Linked DNA regions of Mus musculus: region 1 is linked to region 2. A link is a contact called in public promoter capture Hi-C data. All regions are on one chromosome and are shown on one strand. Each heading gives the region's core, a stretch centred on a gene start, on an enhancer-like site or on the middle of the called end of the contact. The rest is flanking DNA. Distances are from core to core; before and after follow the strand shown.

Evidence for each region. Capture Hi-C pulls out chosen DNA fragments and counts their contacts.
Region 1: a contact with region 2 is called in a promoter capture Hi-C map of adipose tissue. The contact joins two enhancer-like sites. A contact is called at or near these places in 8 of 484 Hi-C or Micro-C datasets (the C2C12 cell line, the G1E-ER4 cell line, embryonic fibroblasts and 2 more), 7 of 115 datasets of contacts at active chromatin or transcription factors (VIP interneurons, craniofacial prominence, embryonic fibroblasts and 4 more) and 2 of 9 other capture datasets (adipose tissue and pancreatic islet).

Annotation. Positions count from the first base shown.
Region 1 is chr8:36,751,781-36,758,573 of GRCm38.p6, reverse strand. All of the region lies in intron 5 of Dlc1 (deleted in liver cancer 1), which reads left to right. Among named protein-coding and RNA genes, the nearest start is that of Dlc1, 200 kb to the left of the region's middle. Within about 2 kb of position 2,128, at least 26 of the 459 cell types and tissues checked have an H3K27ac peak or open chromatin away from gene starts, as enhancers often do. A contact at or near this core is called in adipose tissue, where this site is marked.
Region 2 is chr8:36,612,826-36,619,858 of GRCm38.p6, reverse strand. All of the region lies in intron 5 of Dlc1 (deleted in liver cancer 1), which reads left to right. Among named protein-coding and RNA genes, the nearest start is that of Trmt9b, 160 kb to the right of the region's middle. Within about 2 kb of position 1,903, at least 12 of the 459 cell types and tissues checked have an H3K27ac peak or open chromatin away from gene starts, as enhancers often do. A contact at or near this core is called in adipose tissue, where this site is marked.

The sequences.
Region 1 (6,793 bases), core at 879-3,378, 140 kb before region 2:
TTATGACAATCAGTAGTGCACATAACCAACTGCGCACTGGGCCTCAAAAAGATGAACTATGTCGCTGCTGTGCACGTCCTCGGGACACCTCATAACAGCTATCTATGTAGCTTCACAAATCTGAGCTGATTCCGATATGTTATTCTTTGCAGTTGGTCATCTTTTAGCCTCCCTCCAGAAATTATTTTCTCTTTGACACTGAAATCCTCTCTTATGAATATCTATATCTACAATTCAATATCTACAAAAGATTAGTCCTTGATGAGTATATATTTCCACTTTGCTTATTTTCCCATAATCACCCTGTATACTCATTCCGGTACTGTTATTGGATCCTGTCTACCCAGAAACCAGACTCACAGAGTATCCAGCTATTCCTGCCTGCTCTTATGTTGCACGAGGTCCTGTCAGCTCCTCCTCAGCTTGAACTCTCTCTGCCATCCCTCTCACTGGATCCTCTACTTTTCAATGGAATTCTTCAATACTGTCCAGAACTGGTCTCCCTGCTTTTTACAGATTTATTTTAATGATATGTAGATGTGTGTCTGTGTTTTGGGGTATGTGCACATGTCCTCAGAGGCCAGGGTTTGGATCCCCTGGAGCTGGAGTGACAGACACCTTCGAGCTACCCTGCAAACCTCATCAAATTTGAATCTTCTGCAGGAGAGGCATAGCTCTTAACCATTGAGCATCTCCCCAGATCCTTACTGTTTTAGTCAGGGTTTCTATTCCGGACAAAACATCATGACCAAGAAGCAAGTTGGGGAGGAAAGGGTTTATTCGGCTTACACTTCCATGCTGCTGTTCATCACCAAAGGAAGTCAGGACTGGAACTCAAGCAGGGCAGGGAGCAGGAGCTGATGCAGAGGCCATGGAGGGATGTTCTTTACTAGCCTGCCTCTCCTGGCTTACTCAGCCTGCTCTCTTATAGAACCCAAGACTACCAGCCCAGAGATGGCACCACCCACAAGGGGCCTTTCCCCCTTGATCACTAATTGAGAAAATGCCTTACAGTTGGATCTCATGGAGGCATTTCCTCAACTGAAGCTCCTTTCTCTGTGATAACTCCAGCTGTGTCAAGTTGACACAAAAGCCAGTACACTTACTATGGCTTTTATAATATTCTTTAATTAAACTCCATGCAACTGAATCTAAGGCACTTGTTTCCCACTAGGAACTTCATTGTTATATATATATGAAAATTTTATATATATATTTTTTCTCTCTATGCCTTTGGGTGGATGTGTGGATGTGTGGATGGTTGATTGGTTGGTAGATCTAACTAGAGTCACCACATCCAACCAGAGAATGCCTGATAATTTTTTTATCTCTCTCCTTTTGCCTTGATGTGACATATAAATGGTTTTTTGTTTTGGGGGGTCTTGGGGGGGGTTGTTTGTTTGGTTTTGTTTCTGTTTTTTGTTTTTTGTTTGTTTGTTTGTTTGTTTGTTTTTGAGACAGGGTTTCTCTGTATAGCCCTGGCTCTCCTGGAACTCACTTTGTAGACCATGCTGGCCTCGAACTCAGAAATCCGCCTGCCTCTGCCTCCCAAGTGCTGGGATTAAAGGTGTGTGCCACTACTGCATGGCTAAATGTTTTCTTATTTAAATAAATAAATAAATAAATAAATAAATAAATAAATAAATAAATAAAATAGGGATGGTAAATAAGAACTAAGTTAGAAACTGAAAGATGTCCAATTTGGAAAAAAAAAAAGATAAAGGTTGTTTTTCTTCATTACGAATAAAAATATTTACATTAGATCCGGTGGAGGAGAAATATATTTATACCAGTGAGTTTGAATGTTGGTATTACAGAAGCATGAAGTAGCTCAGAAAATAGAAACAACTTAGTGACTAAAATGATCTCTCAGGATGCACGTGAAGAATACTGCAGTTTGTGGTGAAGTGTCTCATGCTAAAATCCAATCTCAAAACACCTTCTGTCAGCTCACACAGTCGTCTGTGCCCGTTGTGGTTAGCCAACATGGCACTATCTGCTAATCTGTTGCAGTTTATTAGATCCGACAGAACTATCACCTCCATAATGAATCATTATGCAGGCAGAGCCAGCCCTCGGTCTCTGCTCCTGGGAACAGGCTGTGTGCTTTCTGCTGCAGTTCCTTATCTTGCCTACTTATCCTCTTTTCCTCCTCCCCAGGCCTGTCTTAGTCAACAATGCTGTCTTTGTGTCCCATGAAACTAGAAAAATCAGCTTCCTTTCGGGTGTTGTGTCCTGTTTAATCAAACCACTATAATCAGAAAAAGACTTCCAGTTCACTAACAGTGATGAGAGTTAACACTCTTCTAAAATTGGTGTTTAACTTTCTCTCTCCTTCCTCCTTTGCCCCTACTTTTCTCCACAGCTGCCAAGTATCTCAACCAAGTAATTGATTAGCAGTAGCAGCAATAGCTGGAGATGTACCCCACACGAATGATCGAAGGGTACCAATGAGGAAAATGACTTAGAATCTAACTTTGGCTGGAGTCCTTGGTTGTGTTTCATAGAATGTTTGTTCTCCTGCCTTGAGGTTATTTGGTGGGCCATGAAAATGCTAGAAATCAAGATAATGAATAATTCAGCCTGAAACTCCTGTGAAAGCTATCTTTCAAAACGATAGAGTGGAGCCGCACTCTCTGCAAACTTAGTGTAGCGAGCAAAGCAGAAAACAAACAAGCAAACAAACACTGCTTTTTGACAAAGGGGCGAGAAGAGAAATCTCAGGTTTCCGTCATTTCGATCCACACTCCTTGTAAACACAGTAGAGAACAAAACCCGGACTGGGTGACATTTGGTATTCATTTCCTTGGCATTTTACTTTGATCAGTAAAAAGGGAAATGGAGATGAAAACATTTTTAAAAGACAACCATTTCCCCCCCCCAAAAAAAACTAAAATAAAAAGACACTTGCCCTTTTCCTGGTCTGATTATTAGAGATAGTTGTTACCAGTTATCAGTGTGAGAATCTGCAAACTAACTTTGATTGGAAGAAAATAAAAGGGCCACCCAATTTCAGAATTCTTTGCAAAACGTCACTGTTTCCTGTCTCCAGCTTAATACCAATAGCATTAGTTTAATTTCTGTCCCCTGTACCAAATAAACTACAAGCATCTTAAAAGACAGAAATTTGTTTTATTCAGCTCTGTATCCTAGTGCCTGGCATTACTCTAAGTGTTTGATGTTTAGTAAATACATGAATATATTGAAAATATATTTAAATCTTCAATTGCTTAAATCTCTGTGATGCTGTCAAAGCCCACTGTATGATCTTCTAGTTCTAAGTGAAGTTCTTCCTAAGACCCTTAGCTGCTTGCCCAGTGTCCATGTGATCTAAAAATTGTCTCTATCTGGCTGGGCTCAGCTCTAGTCAAAGTTCCAAATGCCCTTTCCACTTTCACTCTCAGAAAAGTGACTTAAACTACTTTTATACAAATAGCATATAAATACTCACTTGCAGCATTATTTTTTTTTAAGTTTTATGGTCTCTACTTTCCTGCTTTCTTATGAGGAAAGAATTTAGGGTATGCCCACACATAACTCCACAGTTTCTCTCAAATCTACTGTAAACTGTTGGCTGTGTTTGAGTGGGCTATTGAGAAGAATCACATTAGCTTCCAGGTATCAGGAATTTCTTTAACATATGTGTCTGTGTGTGTCTCTGTCTCTGTCTCTCTCTCTCTCTCTGTGTGTGTGTGTGTGTGTGTGTGTGTGTGTGTGTGTGTGTGTGTGTGTGTGTCTTAAATGCCAAATTCTTGACTACGGAATATTTTGAAATACAGTTTTTAAATATTTCTTATCTTCTATTTTTAGCATATTGCTAATTAAGTAAAAACAATTTTATTATAGCTATTTTTCTCCATTATATTTCAACCAATACTGATAGGTATTTTCTATTAAGTTCTGTCTGCTTCATATTCTCCCCCCAGCTCTTTACAGCTGAAGGTCCTACTTTGTTATATTCTTCTTTCAGTATTTAGTGATTCTTAAGATGTACTTCTGTCTATGAATTTATAAAGCTCCTTCTAACATAATTGGAAACTTAAATGAAAGAGAGATGACTGTAGCATCTTATAGAGATGCAGCAAAGCAGGACTCTATGTATCTATGAGGGGGTTGTAGACATGATTGGATCATGAGGGCTCTGACCTAATCAATGGTTCAATCCATTAACACATTCGAAATTTTAGGAGACTCTTGGAAGATAGTAGAACTGTGGAATTCAGGGTCCTGGTTAAGAAGACGTTGGTCACTGGAGGCACGCCACTGAAGGGTATTCCTTACCTTGGCCACATTTTGTCTCCTCTTTTTCATAGATGCCATGATCTGAGTCACTCTCCACCACAAGCTTCCACCATCCTGAGATTCCATCTCATTCCTGGGTCAAAGCAATAGATAAAACTGACCTTGGAGTGTAGTCTCTAAAAGCATGAACCAAAATCAGTCCCCCCTCCATCTAAATTGCCTTTATAGTTATTGTCACAATGATGAAAAGTCATGCCTCCCATTTCATCTCTGACATACAGCATGGCATCCCACACAGAGCAAATGCATTAAAAATATTTTTGGAAAAGTCTGCTTATTTGGCAAACCAAGAGGTTCCTGTGGGAAGTCGGTTAATTGCCAGGATATTGATAAGCAGGACATTTCGTGGTATTTGACAAAGTTAATATTTCTTTTCTGAAAAAGTTCGTGGACATTGTACTCCTCTTCTGGGAAGGACTGGCTATTGGTGACATGAAGAGGTAACTGAGTACTACCAACATGGGCAGAGGGAAGAGTTTTGTACTTCAGTGTTTTAATCAGTGTCTTACTGTCTCAGTTAGGGTTCCCATTCCTGTGAGAGACACCATGACCAAAGCAACTCTTATAAAAGAAGACATTTAACTGGGGTTGGCTTACAGTTTCAGAGGTTCAGTCCATTATCATCATGGCAAAAAGCATGGCAGAGTCAAGGCAGACATGGGGCTGGAAAAGGAGCTGAGAGTTCTACATCTTGATCTGCAGGCAGCAGAAGAAGACTGTTTTCCATGCTGGGTGGAGCTTGAGCATAGGAAACCTCAAAGACAACTCCACAGGGACACATTTCCAACAAGACCACACCTCCTAATAATGGTACTCCCCATGGGCCAAGCATAAAAACACATGAGCCTGTGGGGGGGGTCAAACCTATTCAAACCACCACACTCATTTTGCTTTCTGTTGCTGGGACTGGTGGGGGTGAGGGGTAGGGGAAAAACAACTTGGAAAGAAGAAAAGGTGTGTTTGGCTTACATATTCCAAGACACAGTTTACTATGAACAGATAAGGCAGGAACTGAAGGTATGAACCTAGTGGAAGCAGGAGATGGTGTACAGGCCATGAAGTAGTAATGCTTATTGGCTTGCTCCTCCTGAATTGCTCAGTATATATTTTTATACATCTAGGACTACCAGTTCATGGGTAGCATCACACATAATGGTCTAGACCCTGCCACATTAATCAATAACTAAGAAGATGCTTCGCAGTCTTGCCTGCAGGACAGACAGATGAAGCCATCTTCTCAGCTGTAGTTCCTTCTTCTGAAATAACTCTAATGATGCCAACCTGACAGAAAGCTAACCAGAACAACTGCTACCAGCATTTCAGCTACAGAAAAATTAACACATCACTCATCTTTCTTGAAGAATGATCAATACAAAAGGCACCTTTGTTTCCACGTTATTTAGAAAACAAAAGAAGAACGTTCATTGAGTTTAACTTGCAATGATCTTTTCTTGGGTGCTCTTTAACTGCCTCTGTAGAATTTCTCACACATGGGCAGTGATTCAGTAGTTTCATTAATGATATGAATATAGAGAGATACACACAGGTAGTTATATATTGACTGTGATCTCTCTGGAAGGTGCATTTAATTTGGAAGTTACACATAACAAAAAAAAAATGACCTTGACCTTTTGGAGATGAAATGACCTATGCATTCTTCCCTTAATTAATATCTATTGCCTATAATAACTTTAATTTGTTTTTCTGTTGGCAAGAGTTTGAAATCAGCATCTCTTCCACTGGGTTAATGACCATTTGTGTTGAAGGATTAAGACAGGACTTTGGTACATGGTCTAAGAGCAAAATCATGAGTTGTCATTTAAAAAAAAATGAATTAACTGATGCCCAATTAAAAGCTGGTGTTCCTCTTGATATTGAGTGCAGACTGTCTGGAAAATTAATCACAGGAAGAATGGATCCTGGATAAGGGAATCTATTTTGTCTTAATTAATGTAGCCAGGTAGAAACGATAGAGTTCCACACGTTCTGCCTAACCGGAATAGTCACTAAGGAGCCTCATTCACCAATCACTGCAGGGCAATGTGTTTGCTTTCAAAATTTGTCAACCACGGGCTTTCGTAGAAAACACATCCCAGTGACTCCCATTGGCTCATGTTGTAATATTCCCCTTAATGGGAAGATTAATTCCATTCTTTTTATGGATTTAAGGAAGGGTGAGTGAGGGACAACAGCCCGGCTCCTGGCTTCTTTAGTCTTCCTATCTTTAAGTCTGTGCTTTGCTTGGGTGTATTCATCAGGTATGTGTACCACTGTCCTGTGATTTCCTGAAAGGAGACATCTTTTTTTTTTCCTGTACTTCTGAGACCAGTAGTGTAGCAGGTGCTTGAGTTGGTATGTGTTCCTAAATGATAGTCTGGGTTAAAGAACAGCATGCCTGCACTGTGAACAGATGCTCAGCAGGTAAACATTTCCTTAATTATCTAGCTTCCCTGCTTGAGAGGTGCCTGCCTGTGTCCTGCATCAGAGGGAA
Region 2 (7,033 bases), core at 654-3,153:
TATTATGTCAATTTTGTGTGCCTGGGAGCCTGGCATGTATAATATATATCAGTTATCTTATGTTCCTGAGTTATCAAGCTTCACTTTTTCCATTTACATATTCCATATTTTCTTAACTCTTCACAATGAACCTTTTAACCTGTATTAAATCACAGAGATAAAATACCACTTGCTTCTAAAATAACATAGCCCATCCCCAGCATTTAAAGAATTGTGTGTGACAAGCTAAAAAAGGATTATAATCAGAGCACGCTAATAGAATAGACCATCCAAGCCTACAGTTAACTTGGTTAATTCAGTGGGAGAGGCAGCCTAGTTGCTCACATGGAGTTAAAAAAAAAATTGCAATTTTTGTTTGCCGTGTTCTTGATTTTTGTGTTGCCAGAGGCCACATGAAAGAACCACATTCATCTTGGCAGAGATCAAGTGAAATTGGGGTGCGGCCGAGGCGTGCGCCTGAGTGTCACTGTTGGGTTCTCATCTCTGCCATTTCTAGCAGTGAGGCCTTAGGCTAAGCCCCAACTGAGCCTTCGGATAAACTAGACTTTCAAATAAATTCTACTGTAAATATGCTAAGTATCCCGGGAAAGCCTACTCATTGAAGTATTAGATCCACATCAAGAACTCAGTGCGCCCAGACTTTCCGCAGAGTGAGCATCCCGTGATTCCATTCAAGGGCGTGGGGCAATGGGAGCCCAAGTTCAGGGGCCATCTTACTCAAGGCGGTGAGACTGTGCTCCACCCCCTACCCCCCTTTGTTTCACTTGAAAAGAAGGCAAAGATACAGCTCACCTGTAGGGTATTGGTCAGGCTTATCCAGGCTCAATCTCTACTATCTCGGTGAGAAAAAAAGAAGAGAATAAGAAGATAGAAAAAGAAAGAATTCCACTGATCTCTGCAAGTTTGTCTGTCCCTACTTCACCCCCCAAGAAACTTCTCCAGATCCCCTCTTGACGCTCACCTTTATTTTACATTACCTTTGTCTGGCTTTAATAAAAACATGTTTGGATGACAGATGTCACATCCTAGGCTGATTCATACTTTGGTTTAAATGGCTACCCAAAAAGAGAATATTTCTATCATTTGTACAAGAACAGAGTCTCTCTGTACCCCTCATAATGTAAAGATGTTTCCAGAAGAATAAATTGGCCTTCCCCCCTATTCTGAATGTGAATTGTCTAAAAGTTATAATAACGGATCTAGCTGAACAGGGCAGCTACTTGTGGTAAATCTTTAAAAGTATAAACCTTTTAGCGCTTTTGTTTTGAAAGCATCTTAAAAAGTGAAATATCAGTTAGGGGAAGGAATCAGGAAGATCCCAAATTGGGGGTCACTAGAGCTAAAAAATAAATAAATAAATAAATAAATATTTCAGGACATCCATTGGGTTTCCAATTGAATTATGCCCCTTTAATTGAAAACCGCTAACATTATTTTCAATATTTTCCCTTTGTCATATTTCCTTTGAGCATTACAAATCAAAATTATTCTCCAGTCATTTCACAATGTTCCATTGAGCACAAATTGCATTACAACATTTTCCAAGCACAGAGGAGACCGCTGGTCCTAAGGGAGGCAAAGAAATTTCCAGAGATTATTTGGCTTCTATCACTAGACCAGAGGTTTAAACTAATTGCCCCAGGGATAAATGAAGCCCAAAGTTGAAATTGTTGTGGATAGCTTCAGATTTTTATTTTTATTTTTAAAATTCGTTTCTAGCATCTAAATGGTGGAAGCCTTGGCACTAACATACATAAACGGGAAAGGTGGTGTAGCTCAGCGGTGGAGAGCTTTCCTGGCATGCAGAAGCGGTTGGTTTGATTATCAGCATAGCAAAGAAGGCAAAGGAAAGGGAGACTGTGGGGAGGACAGAGCTTTTGACATTTTACCCAGTGCACTGGGGTTGTTCTGATAGCACATGCCAAACAGCGAGTACTGGACCAGCAGCCTTCTTCTCTCTGCCCTCCCCCTGCCCTCTCTTCTCTTAAGAATTATTTTGGCCAGGATTTAATGATGCATGTTATTAAAATACGGGGGAGGGGAGATATGTGGCAGTGTCCTCTGCAAACAGAGGCGTTAGACCTCCAGGAGGTGGGTTTACAGGTAGTTATGACCTGCCCTGCGTGGGTGCTAGGAACTCAGTTCAGGCTTTCTGTAAGAGCAGTGTGTGCTCTTAAAGGGCAAGATGTCTGTCTAGCTCCTGGCAGCTCTCCTCTCAGAGGGGCTCTGGGCAGCCCAGCTTGCACTGTCTCACTGAGGATTCCCTCAGTGGCTAGCATCACACAGGTGAGCCTTTCAGGTTGTGTTCCGTTTCTATCATGCAGTGGTGGGATGAAACCCAAGGGATGTCCTTGGACAACGTCAGTAATAGCTAAGTTCAATCATTAAGATAGAGCAGGAACCCATTATCATAGAGAATAGCTCTTCTAGTCTGCTACGCATTAGAGGAGCTAGCTATGAGGTTTTTTTTTCCTTAGTAATCCCACAGTCCTTAGGAAACAACCCTATATAGAGATTGCTGGATGCTGCTGTGGGTAGTCTCTGAGTAGATGATACTTGCCTCAGAGGTGAACGGCACAGGCCGTTATAAAGAGTCTTAATATTTTAAACCTTTGTAACTAGGAATTGATAATTTAATGACAACAACCTACCTCTACAAATACCTAATCTAATCTGTGGAGGAATCTTTTTTCTTTGTGTATGTGATGTATGTGTACATATGAGTTTGTGTGTACACCCACTGTCCGGAGGTCAGGGGTCAGTGGCAAGTGTCTTCCTCAGTTATTATCTCCCTTCCTGGGACCAGAACTCACTGATCTAGTTAGACTGGTTACATAACCAGCAAGCTCCAGTCTCTCCATGCTGTGGTTACTAAAACACTCCCCTTTTCTGGCTTTTGATCTGGATGCTGGGATCCTAAGCAGGTCTTCATATTTGCACAGAGTGACTTGGCCCTTTGAGCCATCTCCCCAGCTCTTGCAGGGGATATCTATTCTTAACGTATGAAAAACGCTTTCCGTGACCATGGAAAATGCTCCCCGCTGCACAGCGAAGCCTGCCTCTCAAGAGTCCAGTGCTTAAGATCAAATCTCAGTTCATGCGGCTCAGCAGACGAATGCAGTTTAAGGTCAGCTGCCCTAGACAGACAAATGAAGCCCGTGGTGAGGAGTGGAATGCTAAGTGAGCAGAAGCGGACTCTGAGCTGGCTTGGGGATCCTCCTTCATCCCCAAATGGCATTGTCTGTCCATACTCTTGATGGCTTCGCCAGCCCTCCCTTCCCCCAGCTAGCCAGGGCTCCTCTTGTACAAAAAGGTTACAGTTGAGGCTTTGTTCTGCTTTGCCTTCATTTCCTTCTGAACATTTGAGATAGGACTTTCTTGTTCAGATTTGACCTGCCATTTGATAAGACAGTGGGCTACCAATTCTACAGTTTCTGGTCCAGGGACTCAGATCGCCACTGATGGATAATGTTCAGGGCCAGGTGGCTTAGGCCCATGATCTCAGTTACCTGAGAGGCCCAGGCAGGAGAATCAGAAGCTTAAAGTCTGTTGAGGCTACCAAGTGAGTTCAAGGCCAGCCTAGGCAACTTATGGAGAAGGTTATAAAATACTGGAGAATCTATGAAGTAATTCAGTAGGTAAAGGCACTTGTCAACGCAACACAAGCTACAGTCATCCGAGAAACCACCTCCATCCGATTGGCTAGCCTGTGTGCATTCTTTTGACTGGTGATTGATACAGGAGGGCCCAAACCACTGTGGGCAGTGCCACTACCGGGCAGGTATCTTTGGACTATGTAATAAGGCAGGCTGAGCAAGCCATGGGCAAGCAAGGACACACCATTCGTCCATGGCCTCCACTTTAGTTCCTGCTTCTGTGTTCCTGCCTGTATTTCCTTTCTTGATGGACTGTAAGCTGCAAGGTGAAATAACACTTTCTTCCCCTTAGTTGGTTTTGTGTTTCTATCACAGCAACAGCGATACAAACCGAGACACCAGGCAGGCCTGATGACTTGAATTTGATCCTTCAAATTCATGTAAAAGTGGAGAGAATAAACATAAAATTGGCCTCAGACCTCCACACACACCGTAGCATGTGTGTGTGTCTGTATGCACATCACACACAACAACAACAATAACAATAATAGCAGCAGTAGTAATAGTAATAATAATAATTTTTAAATTGAAAGTAGGTGCTGGGGATAGGGGTGTAGCTCAGTGGAAGGGCATATGACTAGCTCTATCCTAAATTCTATGCCTAATCATGCAAAGAGAAAGTATTAGGAGGAAAAATAAATGTGTCTATACTGAACATAGACAAATCTACATAGTGCTTACAATGTATTTCATACTCTAAGAGTTATCAATACGATAATAATTATTTAAAAAGTATCTGGGAGAGTGTGCATAAGCTATATGCAAATTATATGCGACTTAGAATGAGGCCCTAGTGCATTCAGAGATGTGAGTACCAGGTGGGGATGCTAATTGTGGATGAGTCCACAGTTCCTCCAGCATCCACACTTCAGGCGGCAACTTCATCTTCTTGGGCTATCAAGGTCTTCACTTCCTGGGCCCTCAACAGTCCCTCATTTCCATTCACCCCCTTGCTTCCCAGTCTGTAGTCTCCTGGCAGGCAGGGGCCACATGCACCCTGCACTGCCTTTGGGTCTCCAGCATTTGCCTGCAGGTAAATACCCTGGCAACACCGATCTGCCTCAATGAGGCTGAATGTACCCTCCAAACTAAGGAATTCCAGTGTGGTAAGTTGGGGTACCATTGTTGTAAGAGGGGAGAGGCTTGTCTGTAAGCTAGCACATGACTATGAAATCAATCCATTTTCAAATCTAAGGGAATCTACTTTTCTATTTGTGTTTAGCCTGACGTAAGAATAAACTCAGCCCCAATTCTCCTGTTGCCTGTTGTAGTCTCTCAACAGACTACATGTTTTCCACCTATTTCTTTTGCTTATTGCAAAAGCTTCCCTGGGAAGAAGCCAACTCCAGGACAGGGCTATGGGTCCCTTTTGCTGGCTGTTGTATGCTCCAGAGGAGAAACCATTTTGCCCATAGTAAACACTCTCGGTGCTGAATGAATGCGTTTCCATCAGTTAAAGTAACACACACAAAAAGCACCAACTTACTCCAAGGTAAATTTTTATGAAAATTGATGTGGACTTTTAAACACCTTCCACTGATTATATTCTGTCCCAAGTTTCAAAAATGGGGCTTCTGATGACATAAGGAGCCGGCAACTAAGCTGCCGGAGAATCATTTGAGCCTGTGGGAAAAAAAAAATGATCAGCATCTGAGATCATAAACCTGCAGGCTAGGGCCAGTTCGTGAGCAATTCTAAGAGCTGTGACCATAGTACAAATACCAGTTAGAAATATACTGGATAGAGCTGCGCACGCGGTATACTGACTCTCCCCACGTGCTGGGGAAAGCTTCCACAGCTGTGTTTAATCCTCACAAACTCTTTACTCTTGCAGGCTTTAGCAAGAAATGGGTGCCCCCAAAGTCCCGATACTTCTTTTCCCTATTTTCTGACCAAGCGATCTATCTTTAACCTCCGCACTCCGCGCAAGTTTTTTTGTGATGCCAACTGGAATGAGAGGCTGCGCGTACACAAAACCACGCAAGAAAAGGCAGAGGGGAAATTGAGCACGAGGCCCGGATCTCTGCACTCAGCTAAAGCCTCCAAGCTTTTGCCTTTACCCCAGAGGCCAGTAGTTGGCGACTTTTAGGCGCTTCCCGCCGCCGCAAAAGTGCAGACCCTGGGAAAACATTCCAGGAAAGGGGGAAGGAGGCGTGGGGCGGGACCTGGGCGAGCTTTGGGCGGGGCCTGGTGTGCGGTGGGTGGAGTCAGAGCACAGCCCGAGGCCGCAACGTGAATCCCGCCCCCGGGGGCGGGCTCAGTAGGAAGGCGCGGCCCCTAGGGCGCGCAGAGAGCAGAGCACTTCAGCGTTTGGGTGGAGGGCGGTGCGCTCCAGCCTGAGCCATGGCTGTGCGTCCTCGCTGTTGGAGCCACGGCTCCCCAGCTCCGTGCCCCGCTCCCTGAGAGCGCTCCCTTCGCGGTGGCAATCTAAAACCCACGATTTTGCCCGAGCTGGGGCGAAGCGTAAGGAAGCTGCGAACCAGGATGTGCTGACGACCGCGAGAGGCTCGCGTCCCGGCTGCCACCGTGGGTCCCGACGTGGGATCCCGATTACTTCTGGCAGCCTCGACGTTCCCAGTGCGCTCCCGCCGCCCTGCGCCGACCTTAATGTGTAGAGACGAGCCGGACACCATGATCCTAACACGTAAGATGGACTTGTGCCTTGTTGTTGGACTAGTCTGGCTGGGGTCAACTGCTGAGGGGATCCGGGTGAGGAGGACTTGTCACGCTGCCCTGCCAAGTCCGTGTTGTGATTGTGTGTTTTGACACGCTTGCAGAGGAGGAGCCCCAGGCTTTCGTTAGTAGAACGTGTGTGCTTAAGCAGCTTGGGTCAGGGTTTGTTGGAGAGTTTAACACCGGGTCATGTCCCTTGACCATGTATTGCCTGGGGACTGGGGACTGGCGTCCGGGTGACTTAGACTCATACTATTCCTTCTGGCCTCGGGCCCCGAGGGGCGAGCAACCCCTTTTGGACTTCTTTTGGAGACTGTTCCATCTCTTCTTGCCACCCTACAAGTCTCAAATCAGCTTTGTCTTCTCCCTAAGAGTGCATTATTTAAGGGGCTGTGTAGACTTTAAGCTGTACTTCGGGAAAAAATGTTTCCTTAGCACTATTTAAGAGCTCTGTTCTTTTGTTGCGTTCGCCTGTTTTTTTTTTTTTTTTTAAACGCCGGGGATCTCTGAGCCTGGGCGGGCTAAGTAGGGGTTGCTCCTTAGCTACCCACAACCCCCGTTGCACGTGGGGTTCCAGCTAGGAACCCAGCGCTTTCCCGCTGTGTGGTTGGACGCGGTTCCTGAAAAACCCCACCAGATGCCCACGCCCTTGGCGAGGGAGAAAGAGTCCGTGGGCTGGGGAAAGGAAGGAAGCAAGACTCCAG